Linked DNA regions of Gossypium hirsutum: region 2 is linked to region 1. The links are chromatin contacts, called in public Hi-C maps. All regions are on one chromosome and are shown on one strand. The core of a region is the stretch at or near the end of the contact, and the rest is flanking DNA. Distances in the headings are between cores, read along the strand shown.

Region 1 (6,332 bases), core at 1,445-3,944:
CGACAAGCAAAGCAACAGCTAAAATGTGAAAAACAAGGAAAAGCACATGATTGAAATTGAATCAACAATGCTTTCAAACTGAACAAGATGCAAAATGAGAATAAAACCAGCGCCAAATTTGTTGTTTATTTGATTGAGGAATTAAGATATTGGATGCTTGCCTATCGAATTTTCTGAGCAAAGAGTTGAACAAGCTACATGCTGCAACTGGTCAATATCACAGTACTAAACAAGATACAAGGGATCACTGTGAATGTTGTTGGCAGTGTTGTGTGTGCAAGTATTTATATATAGATTGATAAACTATTATTATATAAATTAGATTATAGCACACTCACGGTTTGGGTGAAAAAAAGTTTATATAAAAATCAAATGAAGTTTTAGTTAAAATGGTAAAGTTAAAGATTTAATATTCATTATGTCTTAGATTCAAATCTTACCATGTGCAAGATTTTATTGATTTTATTTTAAAAAATTATATATATAAACAAAATCACCCTCATAATAACATAACTTACATTTGGGTAATACGAATAGATACTTCTTCAACAGAGCTACATAATACCCTCCAACGCCAGGTTGAAGAAATAGTAATCCCTCAATAGTTACTTTTAGGGGTGCGGTTGGTTGGGTGAAAAAGTAGAGGGATAAGAGGAGGGAGTGAAAAACTGGAAAGAAAGTAAATTTTGAGTGTACTTGGTTGGAAAGAAAAGCAAGAGGAAAGAAAATAGGAAAGGTGATTATTTTCGCTCCTAATGCATAAAAATCAATCATCCTAAATTGAAATGATGAGAGGAGAGAAACTGAGAGGGATGTGCAATGTTAGTTCAAAATTATGTATTTTCCAAATGTTTTATTTTCTTTACTTCCAATTTTCAACTCTACCAAGCAATGGATGGAAAGAAAAATAATTTTAAAAATAATTTTCTTTTCAGTTTTCCATCTCTCCTACCAAGCACACCTATGGAAAGAAAAATTATGTTTTTCATCCTTCTAGCTTTCCACCCCTTCAATTTTCCATCCTTCCAATTTTCTTTCCACCCTACCAAGCAAAACCTTAAGGCTATTTAGCACTGCTTTTGAAAATTACTGTAGAAAAATGCTTCTGAAAATTGTGTTTTAAAATTTCAAGTGTTCAGCATTGCTATCAAAAAGTGATGTGAAAGGTTTTAATGTCAATTTTAGACACAACTTTGTGAAGTAAAAATATGTTAATTTAAATAATTTTCAAATTCCTTAATATTATGATATATCACATATCATATTAAAATAAATTTAACCAATTAATATAAATTGTTTTTAAATTTTAGTTTCAATATATAAATAATATTTTTTATATTTAATTCACATACATAACTTCTATAAAATAATAAAAAATTCGTAAGTAGAAAAATAATTGAATCAAATGCAAAGTATCTTACTTCCCCATGTCTTTATTATTAATTATTATTATCACAATTCTCTACAAATCATCAGCCAAACATGAATATGGAAGCCCAGTTTCCTATACAATGTAAAAACTCATTTACAACAATAAATAAACAAGATGAAATAGAGAACCCAATGTTCATTTTATGCGTATCGATACTCAGAACTTGTATTGTCAAAAGTGGCAATCTCAAATAAGTATTCGACAGGTTTAATACCAAGCTAACCCACAGTTTTATCAACTTTCTATATAGAAGAATATAACAAAGAAGCAGTGCAAGACAGGAAATGTAGTAAAAAACTTAGGCTTACCTCAAGCGGGTCAGTCTCACCCTCCAACTCAACCATTACTGGTGCATTCATGCTGCTCAGAAGAAAAGGTTAAAGCATTGGAAACGCAATAAAAGAATCTAAAGCTTATTAAGTTCACCTGATTTGCAGGGCACGTGTACCCAAGATTCTAGCACGCTCATATTTGGTCATGTACTTTGATGTTTTGCGACAAATTTTGTCATTAGCATCTTCGTCTTCTTTTTCTTCAGTTTCAACAGGATCGACGGGAACATCGTCATTGTTATTGTTTTCCACCTCCTCCTCGGCTCCTTCCTGTCCACCTAAAAAAATAAAAAAAATAAAAACAATTCATTAGACAGTAAATAACCTTATCGCTCACGTTGAATTTCTGTTTTGCAAACAATGTAAAGTATTTTTTTAAGAAAACGAAATTGGATTCTCACTTCAATCTCAGGCTCTGGTGGCTCATCCTCATATCTGTAGCAACAATTTCAGCAATACAGGCTTAAGTTTTTGGGAATCAAAACACACAGAGTCAAAATGCTGTAATTTCAACAATAAAGACAACAGCAAACCAGAGATAGGGCAAACACTTCACCCTCAGTTCGGCTGCTTAGAAAAGTATAGGTTCCAAAGAGAAAAATACCCGTTCCCAACGAGAAAATCAAGAAAAAAAAACCATTGGTTTCCCAAGATTCCTTAACGGTAGAAAAAGAAAATAAAAGGCCCAATTCTGGGATTTCCTTTATTAATCCGAACTTCAACAGAAACTACAAACTCCAATCGTCGCAATCGATAAAGAAATAATGAAAACAGAGAAAGAGAGAGAACCCCATGTCCATGTCATTATAATCGTCGTCCGCCATTGTTGATTTGTAAAAGCAACTTTGATAAGTGTTTATTGTTGAGGATTCTTGCGCGAAGCTTTACTTCTTTTCCAAAGCCCTAATCAGAACATTTATGTCAAATAAAAGTTAAAACTCGTTTAACTTTTGACCAAAACAGCCGTTTAACTTAATTAAGAATAAGGCCCTGAGATTTCTTAAAATATCATTTATTACCCTTGGCTTCTATGAAAATTGCCTATGCACCCTTTTTCAGGTCAGTTTCGTAATGTTAACAATGGATTTTTTTGACAATCTCGGTTTGGAGTGTGTCAAAAAGTCTAATTTATTAATTTTGGTATTAATATAAAAAAATTGTGGTGGTCTATTTTAGATATTATATTGAAAATTAAAAAATAAATAATATTTAAATAAGCTGATATAATCATACATAAAAGTTATATTTTAAATACTTTGTAATAATTAATAAATTATTTGTATATTTAATTATAAATAAAATATTTTAAAAGTTTAAATATAATAATAAATCATATTTAAATAATTTATTATAATATATATAATTAAATTGATCTAAATTTTTAAATAGATTTTAAATAATTAATACAAATAATTATATTATTATAATTTACACTTCAAAGCACAAAAGTCAAAAGATCATAAAGTTAAAAAACAGCTAAACTCAACTTTTACATTCCACACTTCAACCTTCAAAAATCAATGTTTGACATTGTTTTCGAGTTGAAAAACACTTTTTCACCCTTAATTAAAAGTATTGTCAAACGAAACCTCATGATAATATTTTTATTATTTTTATATAACATTTATATGCACGTGTACAATTTTTTATAATATTATCTACATCGAATCAGATCAATTAATTCAATCTAAAGTAAACAAGTCAGACAAAAAAAATATGAATCGAGATAAATAGGAACCAAACACTGAAAACACCGCCGAAATCTTGTACAACTAGAAATTAAAAGTTCAACCTTTGCAGCGTGTTTGGTTCGCTGTAATGGGTATGCAATTACCCATTTATTCCACGCGCCCCACCTAATCCCGTGTTTGGTTCGCTGTAATGCCTATTACGCGCCTATTACATTACTGACCTAATCCCCAAATTCTCTGCTTTTGTATTCCCTTCCCAAAACGATGATTAGCCCTATTACGGACGTCTTCCCAAATCAGTCTCTGTTTTACCCTCCCTCCCTACCCGAAATCGACCTCCACCCTCTCCCTCCCAACATCAACAGAAGCTGCCAGCAAAGTCACCTCCACCGTCATATTGTCATCTTTCGCCGACTCCACCGTCTCAGATCTCTGGCCCAATTGTTTCGGCAAGTCCTTCTTCTCTTTTTTTTACTTAATCCGAATTTTTATTTTCTTCCTCATGATTTGGGTGTATGCTTGTGCTGTTTTGAAATATTTGATTTTAGTTGTGCAAAGCCTAATGCTTAGCTAAGGGCACTCACGAGATTTCCCTCTTTTCTCTTGTTGCAATAATGAGTTGCTTTCTTTCAATACCACAAATCATCACAACAGATATCCTTCCATTTGTTTCCTAGACCATTAATCAAGTTATTAGTGTCCTATGTATGTAGGTCCTTTGATTGCTACAGTCCTGTAACATCCCAAATACCATTAGATTTTTCAGATGAAAAAACACAAACTTTCTTCCCAACATTATTATTTCATAAACTATTGGATAAGGTTTGTAATTTAAGTACTGAATATGAGAAATGAAAATGAAAATTCATATAATAACTTTTAGCAGATAACAAGTAAATAGCAGTGCTGGCAATATCTATAAAGAAACTGATAAAAAAAGACTCATAAAGTAGTCTGTTTTTTCTTACTTGCATTGGGTAATTTGATTATGTGCTACATTTAGAACACTTTATATCAATGTTTTGCTGCTTCTTCCCAAGTTATTCAGGTTTAATGTTGTAATACTAACCAAGGCTGCCTCAAGTAATTGCTAGTCAGCCCATGTAATAATTGTACTTCTTTTGTATTTGAACTATATATCCTGATGTTATGCCTTTTTCTTGAAAACTTATGTGCTTGATTCGTTCTCTTTGCTCACCTTAATATGAAAAAGTATGTTTCTAGTTACCTGGATGGAATGTTTGCACAATCTGGTCTTTTCTGCTTAGGTATCTATTCTGTTGTCTCCAGTATCTGATAGCTTATTCTGACCTGCATTGATAAAATTTTAAATTCCTCCGAGTCCACTAGGTGAATCTTGAATATTAGGTGCAAATATTAGCTGTTTTAGGTGCAAATTTTGAGCATTCTTTCCAAGATCCCGTAAGTAACTAGAGAATTCAAAATCTACTTTTGAAAGAACCCGCTTCAATTTAGTATGTTCACTTCGGCTGTGAAACTCCCTGCTTATTTATGTTCAATTCTTGTTATAGTTCATGCACGATTTCGTGACTTTTCTTTTTGGTTTAAGGAAAACAGGTAAATTCTCTAATGAATATTGAAGAAAAAAAGAAGTACGAGTTTCTAGAATCTATAAGTGCAATTATGGTATCTGCTAGTGCAAATAAAATTATGGTATCTGCAATATTGATCTAATGGAAATTTCTGGTGCTGGAGCATAGTGTTAGATTATGATGTAGTTATTGTCTCAGCTTAGTTTCACTAGAAATTAAGTGTAAATTTGGGCTTGGATCAATCGATGGGCAGCTTTAGCATGTTAGTTTCACTTCTGTAAGATCTAGTGACAAATATATCATGTATGATTTGTCTATTATGACATCGTATATATGGTATTACTTAGTGAAGCATGCTTCATGTAAACCTCTCATAGAGTTTCCTTTCTTATGCTTCATGTGCTGCCAAATGTGTGAGTGCCTGGATAGTTTTACAAAACATTTTATGATGCCTGAAATTGTAATACTGGACTTGTGCATCACAATTAACAACAGATCTTCAGCTTCATGTTTTTTCAATTTTACCTTATTTTTTTCAATTGTAATACTGGACTTGCGCATCACAATCCATGGAACTTTTCTATTCTGCAGATAGAGCCAATCCCAAGTGGAAATCTGCCTCCTGGTTTTGATCCTGTTGAAGGTTGCAAGCTTATCAGAAAGGAAAAGGTATTATTTTCAAGATTTTCCCTTTTCTTTTTTTTCCTTTATGAAGCTGTGAGTGTGCACTACAATTTTAAAGCACAAGTTTGAATGAATTCCTTCTATTTTGCTTGTTTGTATTCATGTTACTTTGGTTTTGCTGGAATTCTTTGTTGTGAATGTAAGGGATATAATAAGACATTTGATACCTCTGTTATAAGCATTAGCTTAGACGATAAAGTGATAGATGTTGCTCCCTTGAGGAGTTATATCGACCATGATGAGTATTTAAGGGATCATGGGCTCAATTACGATACTTCATCATGTAGCTCAAGTTTCGGTGTCTATGAGAACTATATGTTCTTTTTTTATGGTTTACTCCATAGTAATGTTTTTATAGTTATATTTTGCAAGTGGTGATGTAATAAGTTGATTTTTATTGGTATTGAAAATTTTAAATTTGGGATCGAATTTCTTAAGTTGAGGTAGTTCGAAAATTTTATTCGAGCAATTACAAGACTTGTTATAATTGATAGTTAAATTGAATGTTATAATTGAAAAATGTACATTTTATGTAAGTACGTTTGAATTGGTATAGTGCAATGAAATTAAAGGATTTGAATTTCCAGTTGAACAAGCCTGCACAGATTGAGAACCAAAGAACCAACACCCATATTCTCTT
Region 2 (5,870 bases), core at 103-2,602, 170 kb after region 1:
ACCGATCCATGGCCTTTTGAATGCTCGTAAGCGATCTCATAAGCTGTCTTTTGCGCGTGCCTATAAAGCCATATACAGATATGTTCCATTCTTTGACATGTGAGGTAAAATTAGATAAGGAATCATTCATGTTACCTGCAAACCTCCACTTACTAGAGACCAAAGCTATAAAATTCGCATGCTTTGTCCAACCTGTAAGAAACCAAAAAGGCCTCCCTTTGGGAATATTGAATTCAGGATTAGTTTTTAGAAGGATGGGCCTATGATCTGTTTTAATACGTGGAAGATGATAAACAAGACTACCCCAATAGGACGAAATCCAAGTATCATTAGCTAATGCTTGATCAATCCGCTCATGCGTATTACCTTTTTTCCAGGTAAAGGAGGGCCTTATGAATCTAAGGTCCTGCAACAAATAAATTACATCTCTTACCAGTGGAGCGATCACTTCTTTTATCCTTAGGTGAGAGGACAACATTAAATCACCCATAATCAACCAAGGTAAAGGATCGTGAGGTAAAACATCTATTAAATTAGTCCAAGAGACTTCCTCTTAACTCTGTCAGGACTACCACACACAAAAAAGATAAAAAAAAATGAATTAGTGAGTATTGGCATGAACACGAAGAAGCATGAATTGGGGATGATTATGAATAATGCTAATGCAAATATTATCCTTCCAACCAACCCAACCCAGATGCCAACTGAAAAACCAATAGACTCAATGCGGTGAGAAAAGTCAAAACCCAATTTATCAATAATAGAATTAGCTATTTTACCACTAACTCTCGGTTCCAGCAGACACACTATATTCGATTTATGCTCAAAATTATACTCATGAAAAACACGGAGAAATTTGCTACATGCACAACCTTGACAATTCCAAGAAAAAATTGACAAATTTAAATCCATAATAAAAATATACAAGAAAAGAATAAATAAAGCCCCAAGAAACCTTACTGTCAAGAGTTTTAGTAATCATTCCTGAATTCTTTTACCAGCACCTAGGTCTATTGAACCTTAATTAGCACTTCGTAATGTGGAAACAGTCTGAGCCAACCTAGACATAGAAACACTCAAAGGAATTTTAGAAGAATTTTTAATTTTAAAATTATTCTCTTTCCCATGCGTAATTTTGTTTATTTTCCTTGTAGCACGAAAGCCCCCATTTTTACTCCCTAATATTTTCCTCGAACTCCGAATTTTATTAACACCCAAAGCTGAAACAGTGGCCCCCCTCAATTGAGCACCATTAGCTGAATCTTTCTCTTTGAACGATACAACAATATGTCTGATGAGGTTTAAACCACCAGGGGAATGACCTACCTGTACTGCAACCGGCTCTGACAACGAAGAAGTTGACTCGGATGAAAGAGAGGGGCCACCATCTTCACTCACCTCCTGACCTACAAAAAACGGATTAAAGCAAGAAACAGTCGCTGTTGTTGAATTGGAATGGTTAGTGGAAGCTTTAAAAATCTTAGCACCAATCGAAACTTTAAAAATCAGAATAATTCAAAAAAATGAAAAGAACTCTCTGGTTCGTTATTTTGAAGAGCAGACTCTGTGTAATGAAGGTTCGTCACGTTGTTGGGCTGATTCATTGAGCTACTCGATGGGTCCATAACAGCCTTGAGAGCTATTGATCCGGCTGCTCTAATATCTAAAGCAGGCTCAACAGGTGTTCGGCCCACTAAGGCTTTCACTTCTGGATTTCTCCTTTGTGGGTTTAAAAGCCCATCACCTTGATCATATATACTATCTCCCACCGATTGCTCAGTCCTTGTTGACTTAGGGTTGCCCTGTGTCTTAAACCCCTGTTACATAACATTCTCTCCAACCTTCAATTTATTCTTAAAACCAGCCAACTTTCCAGTATCTTCCTTATTTAACTCATCTTTTAGATCAAGCAAAACTTCCATATTAGCCAGAGCATCAAATCGAGAACCCAATTTTCCTTTCTCCGTAAAATCAGTTTTTTTAATATTGTTGTTCCTAGAATTACACCTTCCTTTCCTTTCAACCATAATCCAAGGCCCGTAAACAGCACCTTCTCCTCTGCTTACAGCCTCTGTCAGATTAGTACCCTTCTGATCCTTCCCCACTGCCAGATCCGGTTGTGGCGAAGCACATAGCTCCTTAGCATGTCCGTACGTCCCGCAGGTGAAGCAAATCATAGGCAGCGCTTCATGCTCAACTTTCTGATGTAAACCACTCATAAGAACTTGAGCGACCAGAGGCTTGTCCAGGTTGACATAAACAACCATCTTGGCGAAGTGGCCTCTAATTCTACTATTAGTATTGAAATCTAACCGAACAACCTTTCCTATGGTCTCTCTTATTTCTTCAAGAATTTTCCTTTTGTACAGAAACCCTGGGAGGCCTAGTAACCGTATACAAGCCATCACCATGCTTGGGTATGGTTGTAAGGGATTGAATTCTTTGGTCCAGGGTTGAACAGTCAGATATTGACCATAAATTAGCTAAGGACCTTGCGACAGAACTTTTGCCTAGTCTTCGGTGGACTGAAATTTAGCCAGAAAGTATCCATTCTCTATGTCCATGAGATGGAAAGGCTTGGAGGGATTCCATAAACTATTGATTCGATTATTTAAAGCCCCATACCCAATATTGTTAGATCCTCTCTGAGAAATCAATAGTAGGTATTCCATTAACAATGGATCTGTGAATATCTCCTTCCAAAAATTCCAAATCTTCATTACCACTAGCACCAGAATTATCCAACCCCAACTTATCAGACGCTCCAGATTTATTCCCCAGAAGTTTATCCTTCCAAGATAAAATTTGACTCGGACCAGATTCAACCATCATATTAGTGATTTCCTCACCATTACCCTATTTGAAACGAACTTTCTTTGTATTACGATCTACATCTGTCCGAGAACCATCACCATCCTCAATTTCTTGATGAGAAATGTTATCGCCAGGGTTTAGAGAGATTTCCATCATAAAAGATTGGTAGCTTTTCTTTATTTAATGTATTATTGGATTTGCATGAAATTTAATTCCATTGTTAAAAGTTATTAAAAAAACTTTCGTGAGTAATTTAGTAATAATTACATTTTATATATTTATAGCTATTATTACATATCTATAGCATTAATTACCTAAAAGTTATATAGTCTAATAATATCTTTGTGTCTTTAATAAATAACATGTAATTTGCGATTTTGAGATGTTATCAAATTAGAGATGTTACATATTGCCTTTAATAATTATATAAATTAAAATTTATTTTTAGAAATATTATTTTATATTTACAAAAAATTAGAGATGTTAACATACGTAAAAGTTGTCAAAATGTTAAAAATTACAAAAAAATTAATTAATAATTTATATATTTTAATAAGCATATAAGTATATACTCACAAAAAAACATTGTTAAAATAATACAATTCCTTTAGAATTCTTGTAGGTAGGTAAGTTATTTGTCACATCCCAAAATTAGGGCTAGAAGAAATAGGGATAAAATTTAGAATTTTCATTTTTTAAAGAACATGATAAAAGAGTTAGAATGCCTTAAAAATTATGTGTTAAAATTTAACAAAAATGAGTTTGTTGGTTTAATGGTATAGACTTAGTTGTCCCTTTGATCCTAAGTTTGAAACCCTTTTTGGGCAATCAACCAAAATATTTTTATTTTCATTTTTACCCCATAAAAAGTGCCAATTTACAAAATAGCCCAACCCCAAAACTATTTTTTAATTTAATCCTTAATAATCCTAATTCTACATGAATTCATAAAACCTATTTCAATCAGGGGAAATTAGTATTATAAATAGCTAATCCTTTCAAAACCCTAGAATTTGTATCTAGTGAATTTTTCAAGAAAACTCCCAAAAGTTCTTTTTTCTCCTTCATTGTTAAATCAACTTTCAAGGAAAAGGAGTTAAAAGTTTTCAAAATCAATCCCTTTTCAAGCAGATCGTCGATCTCCTCTCAAAAAATAAAGTTTTTAAGTCTTCAGAACAGGTGTGAAATCAAACTTAAAATCATTGTGTACAACCAGTGTACTAGAAAATAATAAATCAATATAGGTGAACCCCATAGAAATTGTACGTGAACCCTAACTATATACTATGTGAACCATGCATGTTTAGTTAGCTGAACCTTACTAATTTATTATGAGCGAACCTTGTATTTACGAAACCTAGGTGTGCAAACCCAATATGTGCGAACCCTAGTTGTGTGAACCCCTATGTACGAACCATAGGAATGTGAACCCAGATGTGTTAACCCTAATGTGTAGATCTCTAAGGTGTCAACCCTGTAGGTACGAACCCTATGTGGAAACCCTGATATGCAAACCCTATATGTTGTTTAGTGCGAACACTAGGTGAATATGTGTGAACATTATATATTGTGCAATGCAAAGCCTATGTGAATATGTGCAAACCCTATATGTTGTATTGTATGAACCCTATATGTGTTAACATGCGGAACCTAGATGTTATATATGCAAACCCTATATGTTTATTACGTGAAAACTGTATACATGCAAGCATATATGTTAGTATAGCCTATATGTTATACCATGCGACTAGTTATGCGAACCTTAGGTAATTAAAATGTAACATCCCGATTTTGGGCCTAGTTGGAACAGTGGTTTCGGGACCACAAATCCGATGAGGAAAAAATTATTTTTACTATATTTTTATGGCCTAAATTTTCACGGAATGATTTCATGAAAATTTCGTTCAAAAATTTCGACGTTTAGGCACTCAATTTAGTCAAAAGGACTAAATTGTAAAAACTGCAAAAGTTAAGTTCTACATGTTAGAGGTGTCCAATTGTTATGAAATTTTAAATTGGAGATCTTTATATGGTAATTAGACCATTGGTTAAGTTATGGACAAAAATGGACATGAGATAAGTGAAATAGGAATTTTTTAAGTTAGGGGGATTTTGGTCATTCGGTAATTAAAATGAATTAAAAAGGGGAAAAGATGGCAAAATATGCTCATCTTCTTCATTTGGATTAAATTAGCAAGGGGGAAGCCATAGTTAGAGTTTTCAAGCTTCCAAGCTCCATAATCAAGAAAAATGAAATCCGGGGTTAGACCGAGGAAAGAAAAAGGTTGAAGACTAAGTTGATAGATTTGGCCATATTTTGTACCGAAGTAAGTTTACGGTAAATAAATGCAATATTTTGATAATTATTATTAATGCTATTATTTTTCAGCAATTATGTATTTATTTCATGAAAATATCTAATGTTGACTTAAGTATGAGATGATAGAGAATCAGTGATAAAAGCCTCGTTGAAACATTGGGAATGTATAGGATACAAATGTCATGACATTAAGGGAATGAGATCCCATGAAAGACCATGTCTGGGACATGGCATTGACACCGAGATGAGAGGTCCCATGTAAAACCATGTCTGGGACATGGCGTTGGCACCGAGATGAGAGGTCCCATGTAAGACCATGTTTGGGACATGGCAATGGCACCGAGATGAGAGGTCCCCCGTAAGAGCATGTCTGGGACATTGCATGGGCACCGATATGAGAACTCCCATGTAAGACCATATCTGGGGTATGACATTGGCAGTACAAAAAACATCCCATGTAAGACCATGTCTGGGACATGGCTTTGGCATGTTATTATCAGAAAAGAGACCCAAGAATCCTTATTATTCCAATGTGGCTCAACGGGCTAGTAAACAAATTATGTTCCATGAAAGTTCAGGTAAAAGCATAAATAGCAAATTTAGGTGAGTTATAAGAGTGAAGAACATATTATGTTATCAATTGAGAACCAACATTTTAGCAAGAGAAGAGTAAGTTATAACCATGAGTTATCTAAGTAAACAAGTAAGTGAACAAGTAAGAGAGTAAGAGAGTAAG

What was found. A called contact is a pair of places that touch in the nucleus more often than the background predicts.
Region 2: a contact with region 1 is called in a Hi-C map of leaf, with 1.7 times the contacts expected there. The contact joins the enhancer-like site here to the promoter of LOC121219797 in region 1. A contact is called at or near these places in 5 of 34 Hi-C or Micro-C datasets (hypocotyl, leaf and petal).

What each region holds. Positions count from the first base shown.
Region 1 is chrD08:34,900,602-34,906,933 of Gossypium_hirsutum_v2.1, forward strand. LOC121219797 (DNA-directed RNA polymerases II and V subunit 6B) reads right to left here and starts at 2,695. Exons shown (of 6, transcript XM_041098153.1): 1 at 2,554-2,695; 2 at 2,166-2,199; 3 at 1,859-2,034; 4 at 1,741-1,792. The coding sequence starts at 2,588.
Region 2 is chrD08:35,073,824-35,079,693 of Gossypium_hirsutum_v2.1, forward strand. No RefSeq gene overlaps it. Among protein-coding and RNA genes, the nearest start is that of LOC121220327, 40 kb to the right of the region's middle. Within about 2 kb of position 1,353, at least 9 of the 9 cell types and tissues checked have an H3K27ac peak or open chromatin away from gene starts, as enhancers often do. A contact at or near this core is called in hypocotyl and leaf, where this site is marked.